Linked DNA regions of Mus musculus: region 2 is linked to region 1. A link is a contact called in public ChIA-PET data. All regions are on one chromosome and are shown on one strand. The core of a region is the stretch at or near the end of the contact, and the rest is flanking DNA. Distances in the headings are between cores, read along the strand shown. Region 1 holds the start of Wdr91 (WD repeat domain 91). Region 2 overlaps Slc23a4 (solute carrier family 23 member 4).

Region 1 (6,594 bases), core at 3,056-5,555:
AAGCAGCCATGATGCAGCCCAGTTCTACCATATGAACCCCTTGCATTGCCTTGCATTGCCCCTTACATGCTAACACTCCCCTGGCTTCTCGTGTCCCTCAACCATTAACCAGGGGTACGTTTTCTTTATGTCTACATTTCACATTTTCAAAGATATCCTATGAATTACTCATGTTGTCAAAGGACATCTAGAGTATGTCCAGTCTTTTTGGTTATGATGAATAGACATTTGTATACAGTTTTATTTTAGAGATTCATTTATTTTTATTTGTGTGTATGAATACCTGCACATATGTATGTGTACCGTGTATGTGCCTGGTGCCCACTGAGGCCAGAAGAGTTTCACTGGAACCTCTGAAACCCAAGTTACAGATGCCTGTGAGCCTCTATGTGCCTGTTAGACGCTGAACTTGGGTCCTCTGCAAGAGCAGCCAATGCTCTTAACTGCTGAGTCATCTCTCTAGCCCATGTGTACTGGTTTATAATGTGAAAGATGTCTTCCTTCTCTGGGTCAGATCCTCACAGTGTGGTTATTGCATTCTGTTTTCTCATCTATAGTTTTGTAAGCCTCAATCACAGGTTAGAACTTACAGTCTCCATCCATGCTTTTCAGTTAGAGACACCTATGGGATAGACATGTGGAAATGTCCTTGGGAAATCACGTAGGAGTTTAGGACAGAGGCCTGGCCTGGAAGGGATATTTCGTAGGCATCAGTATAAAGATGTTATCAGATGCATCTGTGGGAGTCAGGTACCAGGACTTTGTTCTGGGTCCCCATGTTGGCTGCTCAAACCTCCTTGGTTGGGTTTCCATTTGAGACTGTATCTCTCTGTTTCCTCAGTTTTTCTCCAAGAATGGGCTTGCCTGAAGGTGGCTGGCCCTAATTGATATTGCCCGCAGTAAATGTTTATTGCGTATGGGCTATGAGCCAAATGTTATTTTGCGCTCTAAAGATATCATAATAAATAAGACAGATGATAATCTCTCCTCCCATCTATCAAGCGTATGTTTTAATGGAAGGAGAGACAGACAAGTCATTAATTGCATTAATTGATGAAATTTTTTTTTTTTTGAGACAGGGTTTCTCTGTGTAGCCCTGACTGCCTGGGACTCACTTTGTAGACCAGGCTTGGCCTCGAACTCAGAAATTCGCCTGCCTCTGCCTCACAAGTGCTGGAATTAAAGGCGTGCACCACCACACCCGGCTGTTCAATGCTATTTTGAGGGCAGTCAGAGAAGCCTCTCTAAGAAGCTGACTACTCTGGTCTGAATGTTGTAAGCTGAAACCCAATCCCCAGTGTGTTGGGAGATGAGGCTCCCCCACCACGCCCCTGCCACGTCCCCGCGTGAGACAGGGTTTCTCTGTGTAACCCTGGCTGTTCTGGAACTCACTCTGTAGACCAGGCCGGCCTTGAACTCAGAAATCCGCCTGCCTCTGCCTCCCAAGTGCTGGGATTGAAGGTGTGCACTGCCACCACTTGCCTGGCTTGGAAGGTGAGGCTTTTAAGAATCTCCTGGTGTGACTGCCCTGGTGTAGGAAGGAATGTATATCCTAAAGAGGGACACTCCTGTGTGTCTCTTCCTTTGCTATCAGACTACTGACACAATGGTTCCCAGGGAATTGGTATTTCCCTGGCAACCTCGTGCTGCGGGGAGGTTGGGATCTGGTGTCAGCCATAAGAGGAAGTTCTCTCCTGGGAAGAGAGTTCACTAATTTCTGACAACTTAGAACACTTGCAGGAAAAGGCTGGAGTTGAGGCAGTGAGGGCCAATGATGTCCTGGACCACGATTGACCGGGAGGTGCTTACTTAGGCACACATCTTGCCGTCTACTTAAACCTTAACCTCATGTCAAGAGAGCAGATCTGTGGGCCACTGGGTCTTTAGAAAAATTCATTCCTCTTTTCAAGATGGCTACGCTGAACAAATCTCCTTTCTCTGCTTATTAATTATTATTATTATACCATAGAGGATGGAACTTAGCTCAACAGAGCTGCGGGGGGGGGGGGGACGGGGGACGGGGGACCGGGGACGGGGGACGGGGGACGGGGGGGGGGGGGGACACGGACCCGGTCTTTGATCCTAAAATCTGTGCTACAGCCGAGCCTGTATTTTTAACTTTCTGGGCACCAGAACTATGAGAACTAAGTCCTTTCAAAGCCACCCAGTTCGTGACACTTTGTTAGGAAAGCAGACAAAAACTGAGACATGACATCTGAACAAACGCTGGAGGGAGAAAAGGCAGCTAATGTGAGTGCCTGAAGACATTTCAGATTGAACAAGGGGTGTATGAGAGGGCACAGAGAGACTGCTTCTCATTCATTATATAATATAAATATGTAAAAAATATATTTTATATTTATACAATATATAAGTAAAAATTTATATTTAACTATTATATAAATATATATTATACCTTGTATAATATATTATATATTGCATAATATATAATATATGTATGTATTATATATAAATAATATATTATATAAAATGTATTTATATTATATATAAATATAATAAAAATCAATGTACTATACATTCTATATAAATAATTTTATATATTTATATGTTTATATATATAATACAATCTTGAGGCTGGAGAGATGGCACAGTAGTTAAGACTGCTTGCTCCATAATCATGAAGATCAGAGTTTGGGCCCTAGCACCCATGTATAAAGCTGGATGTCCCTATAAACAAGCATAACCTCAGCTCTGAGGCGGGCAGACATAAGGGACTGTGGAGGCTTGCTGGCCTCCAGCCTAGCCGTGAAAATGAGAGCCCCAGTTCCAGGGAGAGACCCTGTTTCTAAAGGAAAAAGTGGAGAAAGACACCCAGTACTCTCTTTGGGCCCCCACAAGGGCATAGATACCCACACCCATGTGTGTATGTGTGTGTGTGTGTGTGTATGTATGTGTGTGTGTATACACATAAATAATTTGATCTTTTTGATGCCTTTTTTTTTTTTTTTTTGGTGTTTTTGAGACAGGGTTTCTCTGTGTAGTCCTGGCTGTCCTGGAACTCACTTTGTAGACCAGGCTGGCCTCGAACTCAGAAATCCGCCTGCCTCTGCCTCCCGAGTGTTGGGATTAAAGGCGTGCACCACCATGCCCGGCTTTTTTTTTTTTTTTTTAATTAAGAATGGCTGGCCTTGAACTCACAGAGACCTGCCTAGCTCTGTCTCCAGAGTATACACCACCACGCCTGGTCTTCATGCACTATCTTATCAAATCGTCATTATGACTGTGCCTGGTGGACATTATCAGTGCTCTCTCAAAGATGAAGAAATAAGGCAAAATGTGTATGTATGCCTTGTAAAAACTTCAAATAATTTTCTAAACAAGAAAAAGAAAGAAGGCAAAAGGAACTGGAAGTCCTTCAGAGAATAAAATATAGGTTGTTTTACAATTTTCCTGAGTTTAAAAACTGTTCACAAAACCACAATTAATTGAAAAAACTAACAAGAAACTGGGACCATAGGTCACACCCTTCTGAAACTTGCCTTTTTTAAAATTTCTCTAAGTGGTACATCTTGGTTGGTATAGTTTACCCTTCTTACTCAGGAACTCAGGGCTAGACAGGACTGGTGGTGGGGATTTTTTTTTTATTGCAAGTTCAAGATCTGTGTGGTCAATTTAGTGAGACTGTGACAAAACCCAAAAGCAGCTCAGCGGTAGGGTGCTTGCCTAGCGTGTGTGAGGCCCTGGCCAAAAAAGAAGGAAAAGAAAAGAAAAGAAAAGAAAAGAAAAGAAAAGAAAAGAAAAGAAAGGAAAGGAAAGGAAAGGAAAGGAAAGGAAAGGAAAAGAAAAGAAAAGAAAAGAAAAGAAAAGAAAAGAAAAGAAAAGAAAAGAGGTCCAAGCTGGACTTTTATGAGTTGACTTCACACTGGCCACTTTACCTGTTGGGGCTCGAGTTTTCTCCTTTTGTAAGAGGAGGATAGAGGACAAAAGATTCTGCAGTGTCATGCCAATAAGCTGGGAACATCACTCCCTCCCCGCCCTGTGAATATGTGGAAGGTTCGCAAGGTCCAGCTTTACTTTACTTGGATCGAGGCATCAGTGTTAGCAACTCAGGACACACTCTGTATCACCAGAAAACTTCAGCAAGCCGAGACGCCCGGGAGCTGGCTGAGAGTAGGGAGGGGCGGGGCTACAGGGGGAGATGGGCGGGGCGCCTGCGGGGCGGGGCGGAGCGCAAGGTTGGTAGGTTGGGCGTGGCGTGACGTACGAGGCGCCCGAGATAGGCTCCGCCCCGTCGCTCCAAGCCCCGCCCCTCCGCCCTGAGCGGCTCGGGTCTTTTGCAGCGCGCGCGCGCAGCGATGGCGGAGGCGGTGGAGCGCACAGACGAGCTGGTCCGGGAGTACCTGCTCTTCCGTGGCTTCACGCACACACTGCGGCAGCTGGATGCGGAGATCAAGGCGGACAAAGAGAAGGGGTTCCGGGTGAGGGGTCGGCAGGGGCGGCGGAGGCGGCTCGGGGGGCGGGCCTCCTGCTCCAACCCTGCCCTCCGGGGCGAGGGCGGCGCTGTCACTGCATGGTAGGGGACTGAAGGCGTCTCCGGTCTGGCCCTCGCTTGACATAGGAGGAACTGAGGGCCGGAGATGGTCGTGACATGCCCGAAGTTGCTCAGTGAGTGAGTCAGGAGCATCGGGACTCAGGTCCCTGGTTCCCGGTACAGGGCTTCACTCCATGCCAGCCTCTCAGCAGGTGCTAGCCAATGGCTGGCCGGCGTGGTTACAACACTTTAAGAGCCATGGTTGAGCGCAAGTCTGAATTTTGATGGAAGAAGCGGGAGCAAAGGGGGCTGCGCCCAGAAGACTGGGTTCAGGTCTGGGAGGTAGATTGTAAGAATGGCATCAGGGAATCATTGGAAGATTCCCTTCTGCTTTGAAGCACAAAGTTCTCTGATACTAGTTTCCACTGAGAGGCGCTTGGGATTTCTTTGCTTATGATTTGTATGTTTGCACGTACAGAGTTAAATTGGTCTTGGGCAGATGGATTGAGGGAGGTGGTGAGCTAGTTGTTGGCGCATCAGAAGGAAGTTAGGATATTGGTTTCTACCTTTCGAGTTTATTGGTTGCTTGGTGGCAAAGCAAAGCATTTCCCTACTCCAGACAGCAGTGGTATTCAAAACACTGTCATGGTGTGATTGTCTTTGACTGAAGGCAGCAGCCACTGAGGCTCAGGTGGGACTCTGATGACCCGCAGGGAGCCAGTAATCACTGTGTCTCTTGGAATTCAGAAACTGTGGAGCTGGGACGAGGACCCTGGCAATTGTCTCTGGCTCATTGGCTCTTACTTATTTTTACAGTGTGAGGCAATCAAGACTGCTGTTGAAGTGACATTGCCAAGTTGGTCAAGGAGACTCAACACCTGGAGCCAAAGCTCTTGCTTTCTGGAATTTCCGAGCTTGCCAGAGCACCAAGTCCTGTATCTAGCATGAGAAAATAACTTGAAAGCTAGTATGCTAACATATCTTGGGGATTTTATAGATTGCCAACTGGACTATATGTTTTTACATCTGGGAGCCATAGGAAGAAGATGAAACTATACGATGTATAGTGAGGTGAGAATTTCCTTCTGTCTGTCTCCCCTCAGGTGGACAAGATTGTGGACCAGCTGCAACAGTTGATGCAGGTTTACGACTTGGCTGCCCTTCGGGATTATTGGAGCTACCTGGAACGCAGGCTCTTCAGCCGCTTGGAGGATATCTATCGACCTACCATCAACAAACTGAAAACCAGCCTGTTCCGCTTTTATCTTGTCTACACAATCCAGGTACTTCTTGCTTTTGACTGTTTCCCCATCCCCAGTGTCTTATGATCTGTAGAGATCATCTGATTGGTTTTCCCCAGTTCTATGTCCTTTTGGTTTTAAGCATGTAAACTTGTGTGGCATTTTAAGGACTATAAACGTTATATATATTTTATATATAAACTATATACAAAGCTGGAGCTGGCAGTGGTGGTGCACTTCTCCCTTCTTTCCCAGCACTCAGGAGGCAGGGGTAGGTGAATCTCTGAGTTTGAGGCCAGTCTCTGCTGCAGAGTGAATTCTAGGATAGCCAGGGCTGCACAGAGAAACCCTGTCTCTAAAAGCAAAACAAAATGTAGCTGATTTGGGGCACTAATTTAGATTATTTGAGCATCACCTAGGGATTGTTTTCAGTATGGCACTTGTCAAGAGAACCTCAGTTGACTTTTGATTTTGAAATTGGTTGAGTCTCATGTGTCCTGGGCTGGCCTCTAACTTGATATGTGTTGAGGATGACCTTGAACTTCTGATCTTCCTGCTTCAGTATTTCAAGTGCTAGGTAGACAGGTGTGCCGCGTGCCTGGTTTTAGCTGGTGCTGGGGATTGAACCTAGGACTCTGTGCATTCCAGATGAATGATCTACAACTGAGCTATCCCCCAGCCCCAGAACTGCAGTATAAATCAGCTTTGAAATGAGAAAAGGCCGGGCAGGGGTGGCACATGCCTTTAATCCCAGCACTTGGGAGGCAGAGACAGGCAGATTTCTGAGTTCGAGGCCAGCCTGGTCTACAGAGTGAGTTCCAGGACAGTCAGGGCCACACAGAGAAATCCTGTCTTGAAAAA
Region 2 (6,594 bases), core at 2,957-5,456, 55 kb before region 1:
CTCTGAATACAATGTTCCTTTTTTGTTCATATTCTTTTTGATTTATGATTGTGAAGTCTTTTAGATATGAGAATACTTTCTTTCCTTTTTCTGTTTCTTTCTCTCTCTCTCTCTTTCTCTCTCTCTCTCTTTCTCTCTTTCTTTCTTTCTTTCTTTCTTCCTTCCTTCCTTCCTTCCTTCCTTCCTTCCTTCCTTCCTTCCTTCCTTCCTTTCTTTCTTTCTTTCTTTCTTTCTTTCTTTCTTTCTTTCTTTCTTTCTTCCTTTCTCTCTTTCTTTCTTTCTTTCTTTCTTCCTTCCTTTCTCTCTCTTTCTTTCTTTCTTCCTTTCTCTCTTTCTTTCTTTCTTTCTTTCTTCCTTCCTTTCTCTCTCTTTCTTTCTTTCTTTCTTTCTTTCTTTCTTTCTTTCTTTCTCTCTTTCTTTCTCCCTTTCTTTCTTTCTTTCTTTCTTTCTTTCTTTCTTTCTTTCTTTCTTTCTTTCTTTTTTCCTTTTTAAAGGAAGGGAACTTGTTAAAAAGCCAAGGATGATCTTGAACTCCTATGGAATAATATTTTAAAAATTTTTTTAAAGTTATTTTTATCTGGCTCTTTTTCCTTTGCATTTTTAAAAAAGATTTATTTATTTATTTATTTTTATGTATATGAGTATACACTGTAGCTATACAGATGGTTGTGAGCCTTCATGTGATTGTTGGGAATTGAATTTTAGGACCTCTGCTCGCTCTGTCGATTTATTTATTATTATATATAAGTACACTGTTGCTCTCTTCAGACACACCAGCAGAGGGCATCAGATCTCATTATGGGTGGTTGTGAGAGATTTGAACTCAGGACCTTCGGGAGAGCAGTCAGTGCTCTTATTCCCTGAACCATCTTGCCAGCCCTCCCTTGCATTTTCTTAGTTGTCTGATGATCCCTGTGTATCTACTCATACTTAGAACTACTGTTCCAAGAGGCTGACCAGAGGTTTAGAACCTGAAGTGGAGCCTTGGCCTTCACTCTAGTCCAACATGCAGACATGCTCAACCACCAACTGCCAGGGCCACAATTCAAATTGCCCTTAATTGTGAGTGCTGCACTGGGGCTGGAGAAGTCTGAGTCTCAGCATCTCTATGCTTTCCGTCCCATGCTGCTGTAATATTCTGAAAAAGTTCTCATAGTCTCTTTCCTGAAGGGACAGGAGCTGGCCAGGAGAATTCTGGACTCTGGGTAGATTATGAGCAGGGGTGCTGGTGTTCTATGTGTGCACACTGACTAGAGGGCCCATGTCGGGATGGTCTCCCCTCCAGCCCCCACATCCAACTCTGCCTGCCGTCTGCCTGCCCAGAGAGCCCCGCACTTTGCTCTTTCCACACAACAGACCTCAAGTCTTCTGCCGAGACATCCAGTGGTACTCAAGAGGGGTTTAAACCTGTCATGGCTCCAGGTTTATCCCTACACTGAGGACTATCTCTGAGACTTCTCAAAATGCTGCTATTTACCTGATCCTGTGTAAGTCCTGTTTCCTGGGGGTGGCAGACCTGTTACTGTCCATCATCAAAATGTAGCACAATTGTTTCCTGCTCCATTCTCTTTATCCTTGGGACTTATGCTCCTAAAATATATTTTAATGTCAGTTTAGTGGTATCAAGAAGGGGAAATTTTGAGCCAGGCGTAGTGGTGCACACCTTTAATCCCAGCACTCGGAAGGCAGAGGCAGGCAGATTTCTGAGTTTGAGGCCAGCCTGGTCTACAAAGTGAGTTCCAGGACAGCCAGGGCTATACAGAGAAACCCTGTCTCAAAAAAAAGGGGGGGGGAATTTTAATCATAAATCCATATTTTCTTCTTTTAACTAGAGATTCAATTACATATTCTCTCTGTATATTAAGAATATTGATTTTGTCTTCATTATCATAAATATTTTGTGTACTTTTAATTTTTTTAAAGATTTATTTATTTATTATATGTAATACTGTAGCTGTCTTCAGACACTCCAGAGAAGGCATCAGATCTCATTATGGATGGTTGTGAGCCACCATGTGGTTGCTGGGATTTGAACTCAGGACCTTCAGAAGAGCAGTCAGTGCTCTTAACTGCTGAGCCATCTCACCAGCCCGTATTTTTAATTTTAATGAAGACTTTTGTACACTAAAGGGTTTATGTTTCTAGGGTTGAAAATGATCACTTCTCTCCAAAACATCAATTTTCTCAGCATTATTTATTGAATAATCACCTGTTTTTCAAGACAGTAAGACTCTGTGCACCTTAGACTTAAGTGTTTTGTTGTTGTTGTTGTTGTTGTTGTTGTTGTTGTTGTTGTTGTTATGATGAAATACATCATGCCATAATCTTCCCAGGTTTTTGTGGACATACTGCTCTTAGTAGATACATATCCATCCATAGTAATTATTTTCACTTACAGTTTATTATGTATGAGCAGGGGACGGGGAGTTGCCACAGTGGGTAAGTAGCGATCAAGAGGACAATCTGTGGCTGTCAAGTCTTCCATCCTTCCATCATGTGGGCCCAGGCGCCCAGCTCGGGCTGGCAGGCCGGCAGCTGGGGCCTCTATCTTTCCAGCCCTTAAATTCTTATGTATCCCAGGAATTCTCTTTTAGAATAGACAATACTTCTATGTCTTCAACCAGGATCTCATGGGAGACCTGAAGAAACATCTACTCATTCCTGATAGGGAACTGACTATTGACCAAAGTATGGATACAACCAAAGTCCAAATTAGCAAATGAATGTTTTATTGGGGTTACTTACAGAAATAGGGGTGAGTGTTATTTACAGGAGCAGAAATGACTCCAAGACAACTGTGTCACCAAAGCCCATGCCAGCGTGAGTGACAGTTCACCAAAGTTGGGAACCTGAAGCACAGTGCAGGCAGCTCAACAGGTCTTTGTTTCCTCCAGGCAATCCCACTGAGTCTCAGCTTCTTCCAGCAGATGGGCTTGTTTGGGAGTCTTCTTTGTAGCTTGGCTTATTTGACAATGACCCTCAGCAGTCTTTACAGTTTATATACATCTGGGAAGGGAGGGTGTGTCCTAGTGGATCTGATCAGTTTCAGGAACTCCCTGAAGCTATTTTGAGTTGTGTACTTCCTGTCTTAATGAGATTCCTTGAAATATGTCACCCCTCCTTAGAACATCCTGTTTTTCTTCCCTACAAGCATCCTTTCTTAAGTTTCCCTTCAAAATGGAAGGCTTTAATTTCAGAAGAAACTACATAAGTGTGTGTGTGTGTGTGTGTGTGTGTGTGTGTGTGTCTGTCTGTCTGTCTGTCTGTCTGTCTGTCTGTCTGTGTGGTGTATGTACATGTGTTTCCTTGACCACACATAACTCAAACAGAAACTCGAGGGAGGTGCCAGGTGTCCTCTGTCCCTCTGCTTTGTCCCTTTGTAGCAAGGTCTCTTCTTGAACCTGGAGGTGTGTTATTTCACCTAGGGTGGCAGCCAACAAGTCTTACAATGTTCCTGTCCCTGCTCACCAAACTGCAGGAGTTACAGGGTTGTGTGGGACAATCCAAGTTTTTATATGTCTGCTGGACGCCAAACTCCTCTCCTCCTACATGTGCGGCAAACATTTTTAAAGACTGAGCCATCTCTCAATCCTGTTTCTCTCTGTTTTAAAATTGATAACTTTGTTGCATCCTTTTTTTGGTTGAGTTTGTTTTTCCTCATTATGTTTTCTTTTAGAACTATTTCTAAATTATTCATCATGGACAGCTGCATTTGAATGGTTATTGTACTTTCCTTTAAATTATTCTAGCTTTTTTTTTCATTATTCCAGATTAATTTTCAAAGCATTTTGCTGAGTGAAATGGAACATTTTGGAATGCTGGTAGCATTTGCATTACCTCAAAAGATGAATCTGGGATATCTGGCAACTTTGTAATGTCAAATTCTTCTTTCAAGGGATGTATTGTATATCTGTCGCATCTATGCAAACCATCATTTGTTTTCTACTAGAGTTTTATTCTTTTAAAAGATTATCCCAAAGTCATTTAGGAGTGTTTCCTCTTCTGTATTTTGTGGCCACCTACACTGTTTCACTTGCTTCCTAAAGAAAGTCTTCACTAAGTCTTCAGACCAAGGAATCCTTTACTTTCTTGCTGTAAGATTCTGCACAGGCCAAAGTCACAGACTGTGAGTCACAGTGACATGTCAACATGGTGTTCCTTGCTCTTCCAGTCTGGAACACTTGGGTGTTGACGGCAACTTCTCGATCGCTTGAAACTTTCAGTTTCATTTTGCAAATGGGTCCTGAGCCCTGTTTGGGATGCTTAGTTGCTGTCTGTTAGCTTCCAGGTCAGAAGCTGGCAGTCTCCTGTTTTGTTTACTTCTCCTTCTACGGTAAAGTCATTGAGCTTATAGTTCCTGGGACAAAATGTTCCCTTCATCTTTTATATTTAAAAATTACACTTATTTATCAGAGGAGGTACAGCATACATCATGGACAACGCACAGGAGACAGTTATTTCCTTCCACCATGCAGGTTCCAGGGTTATAACTCAGGTATCAGGCTTGGCCACCGGTGCCCTTACTTGCTGTGTCATCTTGATTGCCCCAGGTTTCCTTTCTTCATCATGGACAGCTTCCAGTATTCTCATCTTCTCAGTGCACTTTAAACTTCTCATTAAGTGATGGAGAGTGGCTCAGAATTCTAAAAGTCTCAGCAGGATCCCTTTTTCCTTCCCTTTTTGTCTCATAAGCTGAGACTCTCAATTCTGAAGGATACAGACAGGATGGACCCTGGGCTGCTGCATCAGCATCATCTACAAGTCTCATCACAACTTCTTGGATCCTCCCATAGATATGTTGGAAGGTCAGACATCAGGTCTGGAGGTTTTAAGAGAACTGCACATAAGCTCATTAGAGATAGGGAATCAAGAGAGATTGGCGAAGTGAGGGAGGGAGGAAGATGCTGGTCTCTTGGTCTGTTTCTCATGGACATGTATCTTGCACTTGGGATAGGTCATCAGTGAGGTCACCTATGAAGTTTGGAGGATAACACTCACGTCAGATGACCAGGAACAGTCTTTATCAATGATGTAGTCACATCTGAACTTTGTTTTAAGGTGCTGCTCAAGGTGTTTACATTTTTCTGCATTCCTTCAGTAGATTAAGATGTGGAAGAGACATATTTAACATATTTAATCACTGTCTTGGTCAGGGTTTCTATTCCTGCACAAACATCATGACCAAGAAGCAAGTTGGGGAGGAAAGGGTTTATTCAGCTTACACTTCCATACTGATGTTCATCACCAAGGAAGTCAGGACTGGAACTCAAGCAGGTCAGAAAGCAGGAGCTGATGCAGAGGCCATGGAGGGATGTTCTTTACTGGCTTGCCTCCCCTGGCTTGCTCAGCCTGCTCTCTTATAGAACCCAAGACTACCAGCCCGGAGATGGTCCCACCCACAAGGGGCCTTTCCCCCTTGATTACTAATTGAGAAAATGCCTTACAGTTGGATCTCATGGAGGCATTTCCTCAACTGAAGCTCCTTTTTTCTGTGATAACTCCAGCCTGTGTCAAGTTGACACACAACTAGCCAGCACAGTCACTCTCTAGGTCACTTCAGCCTTCATTACCTTAGCTCTTCCTGTCTTTTCCCATCTTTGAGATGGGCAGAGCCTGCCCTTCCTGTTACCACAGATACTTGCTTGTATTTCATTTCCTAATACCTTCTCTCTTTGGAATGGAAATAAGGAGAAACCACTCGGACCAATGTGAGGAAGAACATCCTAGGTCTGCTGTGTGACTCACTGTCGGTGAGGTGGGGATACAGTCCAAACACCAGGGCCAGGCCCTGGGCTGACCACAGACCTGATTTGTTCCTCTTTCATGTGAATATAACAGTCATGATGACATATGTGTGTGTGCTGTACAGGCAACACACACATAATTCCCCTGCACCACTTGAAGCAAGTGTAAGTGTTAGCCCTGTTGTCTAGAAGAGGAAATTTATGTGCTGACAGTGAATGATATTGGCTCAGGACCCCCAAGACCAACTTCTCAGCACAAAGAGATTTATTTGCTCCAGAGGGACAAAGGACAGGGATAAAAGACAAAGACAAAAGGAGACAGAGGAAGAGGGAGAAGGAGAAGAGAACAAGGGAGAGGGGAAAGGGCATTTGTCCTGGGAGGGGGACAAAGGACTGACTAGATAGCAAGGAGACAGACAGGACCCATGGGAAAATGGTGGTTTATAAAGGTAAAAGGGAGAACCCTGTGGTAGGATGAACTATTTAATTTAATTTTAATTGGGCATGTTAACTGGGTGAACCAAAGGGGGCTTTTGATTGCTGGACTTCAGTACTTTAATAGCTGAACCTATTAAAGGAGAAGGAAGTGGCCAAATGATGGAGTAGACCTTGGTGGTTAGCATTAGGAATGTGATCTAATGATTTTTAGCATTCAGAGGGAATGGGAGAAGAAGGGCAAGGTTTGGCAGAGCCATGTTTTCTACGCTTGGGCTGGCCAGAGTCCCTTCAAGCACAAAGAAATGAAGTGATTCAGTTGTTTTCCATTGAATTTTGTTTGCTAAGTGTCTTGGTCTGTTTTGCTGCCATAGCAAAACACCATGGGCTGAGTGATTAAACACTTGTCAACATA

Evidence for each region. ChIA-PET counts read pairs in DNA pulled down with a chosen protein or histone mark.
Region 2: a contact with region 1 is called in an RNA polymerase II ChIA-PET map of memory CD8 T cells, with 49 read pairs. The contact joins the enhancer-like site here to the promoter of Wdr91 in region 1. A contact is called at or near these places in 11 of 39 promoter capture datasets (the 3T3-L1 cell line, 3T3-L1-derived adipocytes, the HPC-7 cell line and 8 more), 1 of 484 Hi-C or Micro-C datasets (muscle stem cells), 6 of 115 datasets of contacts at active chromatin or transcription factors (the SCID.adh cell line, effector CD8 T cells, embryonic stem cells and 3 more) and 2 of 9 other capture datasets (liver and pancreatic islet).

The regions. Positions count from the first base shown.
Region 1 is chr6:34,908,542-34,915,135 of GRCm38.p6, reverse strand. Wdr91 (WD repeat domain 91) reads left to right here and starts at 4,305. Exons shown (of 15, transcript NM_001013366.1): 1 at 4,305-4,439; 2 at 5,596-5,775. The coding sequence starts at 4,317.
Region 2 is chr6:34,963,938-34,970,531 of GRCm38.p6, reverse strand. All of the region lies in intron 2 of Slc23a4 (solute carrier family 23 member 4), which reads left to right. Among named protein-coding and RNA genes, the nearest start is that of Slc23a4, 11 kb to the left of the region's middle. Within about 2 kb of position 4,206, at least 38 of the 459 cell types and tissues checked have an H3K27ac peak or open chromatin away from gene starts, as enhancers often do. A contact at or near this core is called in macrophages, memory CD8 T cells, muscle stem cells and 1 more, where this site is marked.